Linked DNA regions of Mus musculus: region 1 is linked to region 2. Evidence: chromatin contacts called from public HiChIP or PLAC-seq data. All regions are on one chromosome and are shown on one strand. The core of a region is the stretch at or near the end of the contact, and the rest is flanking DNA. Distances in the headings are between cores, read along the strand shown.

What was found. HiChIP or PLAC-seq counts read pairs in DNA pulled down with a chosen protein or histone mark.
Region 1: a contact with region 2 is called in an H3K4me3 HiChIP or PLAC-seq map of bone marrow-derived macrophages, with 2.3 times the contacts expected there. The contact joins the enhancer-like site here to the promoter of Rpp25l in region 2. A contact is called at or near these places in 4 of 39 promoter capture datasets (the C10 cell line, the HPC-7 cell line, cranial neural crest and 1 more), 2 of 115 datasets of contacts at active chromatin or transcription factors (bone marrow-derived macrophages and microglia) and 1 of 9 other capture datasets (adipose tissue).

Annotation. Positions count from the first base shown.
Region 1 is chr4:41,366,459-41,370,583 of GRCm38.p6, reverse strand. Ubap1 (ubiquitin-associated protein 1) reads right to left here. Exons shown (of 7, transcript NM_023305.3): 2 at 3,654-3,694. The coding sequence starts at 3,687. Among named protein-coding and RNA genes, the nearest start is that of Ubap1, 20 kb to the right of the region's middle. Within about 2 kb of position 2,298, at least 63 of the 459 cell types and tissues checked have an H3K27ac peak or open chromatin away from gene starts, as enhancers often do. A contact at or near this core is called in adipose tissue and bone marrow-derived macrophages, where this site is marked.
Region 2 is chr4:41,711,322-41,715,105 of GRCm38.p6, reverse strand. It overlaps Rpp25l (ribonuclease P/MRP 25 subunit-like), which reads left to right and starts at 1,589. Exons shown (of 2, transcript NM_027278.3): 1 at 1,589-1,645; 2 at 2,292-3,073. The coding sequence starts at 2,333. The coding sequence ends at 2,824. Dctn3 (dynactin 3) reads left to right here. Exons shown (of 7, transcript NM_016890.4): 7 at 1-308.

The DNA of each region.
Region 1 (4,125 bases), core at 1,049-3,548, 350 kb after region 2:
AACCAGTATCCCCAGAGCTCCCAGGGACTAAGCCACCAATCAAAGAGTACACAATGTGGGACTCATGGCTCCAGTTACATATGTATCAGAGGATGTCCTAGTCAGTCATCAATGGGAGGAGAGGCCCTTGGTCCTGTGAAGGCTCTATGCACCAGTGTAGGGGAATGCCAGGGCCAGGAAGCGGGAGTAGGTAAGTTGGTGAGTAGGGGGAGGGGGTTTTCGGAGGGGAAGCCAGAAAAGGGGATAACATTTGAAATGTAAATAACATATCTAAGAGAGAGAGAGAGAAAGAGAGAGATTGAGAGAGATTGAGAGAGATTGAGATTCCTTAGCAGGTCAAGTGCATTCCATAGCCAGGAGTACATGAGCAGTACAAACTGGACTCAGCTATTTTAAAGACATAAAGTTGGAGGTCTCGGGTAGAGATGGATCTGGGCAGAGTTACAGGAAAGAGTGGGGGATGAATATGATAAACCTAAATTACAGGAAATTCTCTAGGAATTAATGAAAATATTTGTAACACACACTCAGAGGCAGTCCTCAGTATCATGACCTCCTCATCCAGCATGTCAACCACTTCACAACAATATTGAGAAATTATTTTTAGAAAACTGTTTAAGGACTACGGCGATGGCTTGGTAAGTAAAGCACTCTATGTGCAGGCTGAAAGCTTGTCTTAAATCTCGAGGACCCACTTAAAATTCAAACACTGCCAGGCGTGGTGGTGCACACCTGTAATCCCAGCACTTGGGAGGCAGAGGCAGGTGCATTTCTGAGTTCGAGGCCAGCCTGGTCTACAAAGTGAGTTCCAGGACAGCCAGGGCTACACAGAGAAACCCTGTTCTCGGAAAAAAAAACAAAAAACAAAAACAGGCACACTGGCACACATGAAAATAACAGTGCTTGGGGAGCAGGGACAGGAGGAGCCTGAGGTCTCACTGGCCAGAAACTCTAGCCAAATCCACTACTCTCAGTCTTAGTGAGAGACCCTGTGTTAAAAAAAAAAAAAAAAAAAAAAGTAGGCAGTAAGCAACAGAGGAGGACATCTGATGTTGACTGGACTACACACACAGAGAGAATGGGGGGGGAGGGGGCAAAGAAACAGGCAAAGAGACAGACAGACAGACAGACTTAAAATGTTAGGTTAGGGCCAGAGAAAATGGCTCGGTGGGTAAAAGTGCTTGCTACCATGCAGGGTGTGGTGGCGCACGCCTTTAATCCCAGCACTTGGGAGGCAGAGGCAGGCGGATTTCTGAGTTCAAGGCCAGACTGGTCTACCAAGTGAGTTCCAGGACAGCCAGGGCTATACAGAGAAACCCTGTCTCGAAAAACAAAACAAAACAAAACAAAAGTGCTTGCTACCACAATCTCCTAAATCCATGTGGTGAAAGAGAGAAGTTGTTCACTGACTTCCACTCATGCCATGGGCATGCACACACAGGCACATACATCATAATATCAATATTAATTATAGGGGCTGGCGAGATGACTCAGTGGATAAGAGCACTGACTGCTCTTCCAGAGGTCCTGAGTTCAATTCCCAGCAACCACATGTAATGAGATCTGACGCCTTCTTCTGGTGTATCAGAAGTCAGCTACAGTGTACTTATGTATAATAATAAATAAATCTTTGGGTCAGAGCAAGCAGGGACTGAGCGAGCAGAGTTGACCAGAGCGAGTAGGGTTAACCAGAGCTAACCAGAGGTCCTAAAAATTCAAGTCCCAACAACCAAATGAAGGTTTGGAACCATCTGTACAGCTACAGTGTACTCATATACAAAAAATAATTTATAATAATAGTAATAATAATAGGAGATGTAGTAGCACACAGCTTTAACCCAGCCCTTAGGAAGCTGGGGTAGGTAGCCTCTGTGAGTTCCAAGCCAGCCTGGTCTACACAGCAAACTCCAGGCTAGCCAAGGCTACATACTAAGACCTTGTCTCAACATCAATGACACCACCACCACCAATACAAAGAAAAAAGAGAACAAGTAACCGAAAGTAAGATGTGTACAAGTCACGTGTGTCCCTCTACAATTACTGATGCTAGACAACATCCTCTCATGATTATTCAGTAGGATAGTGTATCTGGAAGATCTCCCACCTGAGCTACTGACTGTGAACTGCACAGTTTGAGTGATGTAACACCACATGAACAAACACAGTATTATGCAACTTACATGTGTATGTGTGGCAATATAAATTTTCAAAGATATTTCACAAAGTTTGTAAGCAACAACTGCTGCGTCATTCTGACACAGCTGAGTGACTCCAGCTCAGAAGAGCTCTGCAGCACAAGCTGCCGTGCAGCCTAGTGGACCACTGCCACAATGATGTGCAGTGTCTAAAACCATGCCTGTATGTGTATGCCATATTAGTGAGGTGTCAAAGGAGACAGAGGCAATGGATCCCCTGGAGATGGTGGAACTGGGGCAGTTGTGGCTGATGGGAACCAAACCTAACTCCTCTGAATGACTAATTTATTATCTCAACTGCTGAGCCAGCTCTCCCAGCCCCCAATGCAGTTTTTAAAATGGAAAATCAGTTGTACAAAAATCTGAAGTCTCCGGGTGGTGGTGGCGGTGGCGCATGCCTTTAGTCCCAGCACTTGGGAGGCAGAGGCAGGCGGATTTCTGAGTTCGAGGCCAGCCTGGTCTACAGAGCGAGTTCCAGGACAGCCAGGGCTGCACAGAGAAACCCTGTCTTAGGAGGAAAAAAAAAAATCTGAAGTCTTGGATTCTTCTGGGTAAGTGCCTACTAAAGAACAAAATGGTCTAATCTTAACTATTTAGGAGTCTAAATTCTCTACAAGTGCAAATAATAAAACTTAGTTCAGTGATGGGCACATTCCTTTAGTCCCAACCCTCAGGAGCCAAAGAGATCACGTGTCCAAAAAAAATAGTTTGGGGATAATCTTGATTTTTTTGAGACAGGATTTTGATAATGTAGCAAAGATTTATTTTATTTATTTTATGTAAGTTCACTGTAGCTGTCTTCAGACACCAGAAGAGGGAATCAGGTCTCTTTACAGATGGTTGTGAGCCTCCATATGGTTGCTGGGATTTGAACTCAGAACCTCCTGAAGAGCAGCCAGTACTCTTAACCACTGAGCCATCTCTCCAGCCCCCATAAAACATTTAAAAAAAAAAATACCCTAGGTCCAATACCCAGAGAAACACACACACACACACACACACACACAGGAAGAAGGGGGAAGATGAGAGAAACAAAACAATGAGCTCCTGTGTAACACTCTAAATCTTACTTGTACCTTCATAACGCTCCAACTGACACAGCAAACTGCTTTTGGGGAATGGGGGGGCATGCGTGTGATGCAGGACCAAAACAGACCTCATTAACTAAAGGCTTAGAACCTCCATCCAAACAGATGGAGAAGCTACAACCATGAACAGAAAAAGGACTAACGCTGAAGCACAAGAGGCAGGCCCATGTGTAGCTCTGAAGGCCACAGTGTAAGCAGGCATTTGAAGCAATCCTTTTAAACAACTGCAGGCCCTGAGATGCACATGCTGTTTTGTACAACTCTATATTACTCAGGCTGCTCAGTATAAAGAAACAATAACATAATACTAAATTAACTCAAATTCCCTGATCAAATCATAGCTTAAATCTTAATATTTAACACCACTCACCATGAACATCTGTCCCCAACTTCTTAGAAGCCATTTAGAACCTGAAAAAGAAGGGAAGGTTTCTTAGGCACTATGTCTTGAAACAGTATAAACAAGAGACAAAAACAAACAACAACAGCAGAGCACTAATGTTCCAGGACTCGGTCTTCACGCTTCACTCCCAAGTCCTCCAAAGGAGGCCCAATAGAGGAGAGCTTCACTATTCTTAAACTTACATTTTCCTACTGTGTTACATCCCCATGTGCTGCCTGCACAGTGCTTGTCTGGAGGTCAGAGAACAACTCTGTGGAGCCCATGTTCTCCTCCATCATGTGAGCCCCAGGGATGACACCCAAGGCTTCTAGCCTGGCATCAGCACCTTTACCTGACAAGCCTCTGTAGCTCCTAGAGCTGAGGGTTCTGGAGGAAACATGTGGTCTGTAAATGGGGACAGGGGCAGGGGACCACAGAGAACGTGAGGCCAGCCTAGGCT
Region 2 (3,784 bases), core at 340-2,839:
TCTATAAGGCAGAGACAGCTTCATCTCTGAATTCAGATACTACCTGTCTGTGTTCGACTGGCGGCTCTGAGGTCAGGGTCAGGTTGACCTTAGAGTCATGATCTGTACTCCCTGTCAATGTATTTATTCCAGTGACAATAAACTTGAACGACCACTAAAGGAGCCTGTTGGCCTGCTGATGTAAGACGGGCTCAGCTGTGAGGATTTGGGAGGTGAAGGGGAGAGCTGTCAACCCCTTGGGGTGGGGCCAGGAGCTATACTCCTGATCTGGTTTGCGGAGAGATAAAGAGTTCTTACATCATTTGACTGATACAGTGGGGCATTGTATATTTATTTACCCCATACTTGCCAATTACCCTCTAAATATCATCCTATGGTAAGGAGGGCACAGGAGGGACGCCTATACCTCACAGGGTTTGGGGAAGACCAGGTGGGCCCACATGTCAGATGGTCATGGAGGAGCAGGCAGGGACGTTCAGAACCAAGGCAGCACAGCCTTGTGTCTACATTATACCAGTAGCCAGAGAAGGAGCCCAAGAGGTTTGGATGTAGGAAATTTTAGGAATGGGGGAGAGAAAGCAGGGAGAAACAGCTATAAAGCAACGCGCTCCACCAAATGTATGCTGCCCTCTTGTGGTCTGAGGGAGTGCCTTGGCGCCTTCAAGTGCCTGTATGGCACCCAACCTGTGGAGTTGTCAGCATCTCAAATGCAGCGTGTCCAAACTGATCTGAAACTAGCATTTACCCTAGACTATTCTACCGGAAGAGTCGCCCGTTCTTCCCCAAAACTTCATCAGAGTTTTCTCTCTCTCTTTTTTTTTGAGCTTTTCGAGACAGGGTTTCTCTGTGTAGCCCTGGCTGTCCTGGAACTCACTCTGTAGACCAGGCTGGCCTCGAACTCAGAAATCCACCTGCTTCTGCCTCCCAAGTGCTGGGATTAAAGGCGTGAGCCACCACTGCCCGACTTCATCCAAGTTTTCTATCAAGTTTCTACCATCCTCAATTCTTGCTGTTTCTGTGGTTAGCATATCATCGGACAAATATTGGAGGGCCTATTTTACTCTGGATACTGAACTAGGCTCTGTGGGCACGCCCCCGTGGCCGAAGCGCTACGGTGATGTTGAGTACAGCCCCTTCCAGGGTCACCAGTAGCTGTTGCCCCGACTACCGGATCCACCCAGCTTATACACCAATCCTCTCAGCCAATGAGTTATGCACTCGCTTAGATCCTCCTGAAAACCGCCGGGGTCGTCCAGTGTCCCAGGATGAGAAGAAAGCTCAGGACTCCGTAAATAAGAGTCTCACCTGCTTTTATCCACCAGGGGCTTCGCTTTCGCTGCTCCGGTGTGTCAGCAGGTGACGCATGCCGTCCATCTTTTAAAGGCACAAATCTGCGTTCTTCGGGCGCAAGACTCCTCCGATAGCCGTTCCTTTCCCGGGTGGGCCCTCTGCAGGTAGCGGGGTGCTCCGGGATCAACGCGCCGACCGCTGGAGGCCGGCCAGATGCCACCATCACAGGCGAACAGCAGCCCGGGTTTCTCTCAGGCCCCGCCCCCTGCGTGCGCGGCCCCGCGGCTCCGCGCGCTCCCGGTCTGCGCGCCATCTTGGCTACTCCGTGAGGGTCGAGCGTCTACTGGCGACCGTGGTAAGAGCCAAATCCCAGGAGATGGGGACTCAGAGCTGGGGAAAGGGGAAATGCCTGCTGCCTGAAACAGCGGCCCACGATTGGGGAGCCCGCCAACCGCTCACGAGTGGTCCGAAGCAGCTCTCCGGTCGAGTTCCCGAGTGGCCCTGTTCAAGCCAGCCTACTCTATTAATGTGGGGGTGAGGTCTTCTCTGCCCCCATGCACCCCGTGCTCGTAGGCAGGGTCGATTCTTTCTTTGGGGAGTACTTTCTTGGGGAGTGAGGCCTCGTGGCTGTGCCCCAGGGAGTTTGGAGCCAAGAGTCTCTGGAAGCACAAAGTAAGGGAGCCTTGTCCCAGTCCTTGCAGCCTTGTGAGGAGAGCCCGCCTGTTCTTGGCAAGTTGTGGGCGAGGGGTCTGGGACCTAGCCCCCAGGAGCTTGAGATCATAAAGAAGTACAGGCCTACCCACCAGAGAGCCTGGTTTGGGGGAATTTGGTCTTGCCCGTGTTAGAAACTCGTGGATGTATTTAGAAAGGGGTCTAAGGACTCGATAATTCTTGGCCCCAGCCTTGAGACGCTGGGGTGAGGAACAAGGCGATAATCTGGAGGGAGTGATGGAGGATGGACCTGGTCATGTTCCCGCCACTCATCTGACTCTTACCCGCAGTGCATATCCAGAGAGAGACCCACCAACGTCGCGAGGGCAGAATGGAACAGTACCGGAGGGCCGGCTCTGTAGAGCTTCCAGCCTCATCACCAATGCCCCAGCTACCTCCTGACACTCTGGAAATGCGAGTCCGAGATGGGAGCAAAATCCGAAACCTGCTAGGGCTGGCGCTGGGTCGTTTGGAAGGGGGAAGCACCAGGCACGTGGTGTTCTCAGGCTCTGGCCGGGCTGCTGGAAAGGCTGTCAGCTGTGCAGAGATTGTCAAAAGGCGGGTTCCGGGCCTACACCAGCTCACCAAGCTCCGCTTCCTGCAAACGGAGGACAGCTGGGTCCCAACTTCACCAGACACGGGACTAGACCCCCTCACAGTCCGACGCCACGTGCCTGCGGTGTGGGTACTGCTTAGTCGGGACCCCTTGGACCCCAGTGAATGTGGCTACCAACCCCCAGGTGCACCTCCTGGCCTGGGTTCCATACCTAGTCCCAGCTGTGGCCCCAGACCCCGAAGGAGGGCTCGGGACACCCGGTCCTGAAGATCTGCTGCGCCTGACTGTTCTCTAGACCTGAATATCTGTGCCTTCTCTAAGAAGAGCTTGTGCCGGCAAGGCTTAAGTCTACCGAACTTGCCCCTCCCCTCCGGAATGTGGGGTGGAACTGTTAAAAAGACTGGCGTGGGTCAGTGCTGAGTTAAAGACTGCTTGAGAAGGGCTCACTCTGTCTCTACATCTCACTTGCCTTTTCTGACGTCCGACTAGGGAAGGGAAATAAAGGTTATGCCTGTTTGTTTGGCCTGTTGTGTAAGTGGGACTGCTGACTGGGGGGCCTGGCTTTATCCCAGGAGCTCCTGGGCTGGAAGCAGGAAGGATGCGGATAGGTTGGCACTGGGTGACGGGTCTGGTATCAATAAAAGTTGCAGCAGTAACCTGGGTGGCTTCCTGCCACCTGCTGTAAGCTGGGTTGGGGCTCGGCCAGCTCAGGCATTTCCCCCATCTGTGGCATATGTTTTCGTATAGTGGATTGTAAATGCAGGCTGGCAGTTCAGGATTTTAAGCCTGGTTCTCCTACTCCCAAGTTACTGTTCTGGGTCATAGCGCTCTCATCCGTAAAGTGAGGAATAGGGTGCTCACCCCATTAGAGTTGAAAAGCTTACAAGGAGATGTACACATTTGACACTCAGATACCACCAGAGCACTTGGTGCTGTAATTGATCAACTCCGCTTGCTGTGAATCAAGGTTTTCTCCAGTATGTCTAGTAATCTGGATGCCCAATTATGAGCAAATAAAATTGGGGCTCTTCTGGATTCAGGCTACAGCAGGACCCAGCAAGTTGAAGGTGCTCTCAAACCAGGGAGGAGAGATTGGGATGGTGGGAGAAAAAGTTGGGGAACTTAAGGTCTTGATATGGGATGAGTGAGATGTGGCCAGAAGGCTATCCTCCAGCTGTAGCCTGAACTTTAAACACTACATCCCTTGCTTTCCAATGTAGGGCATCT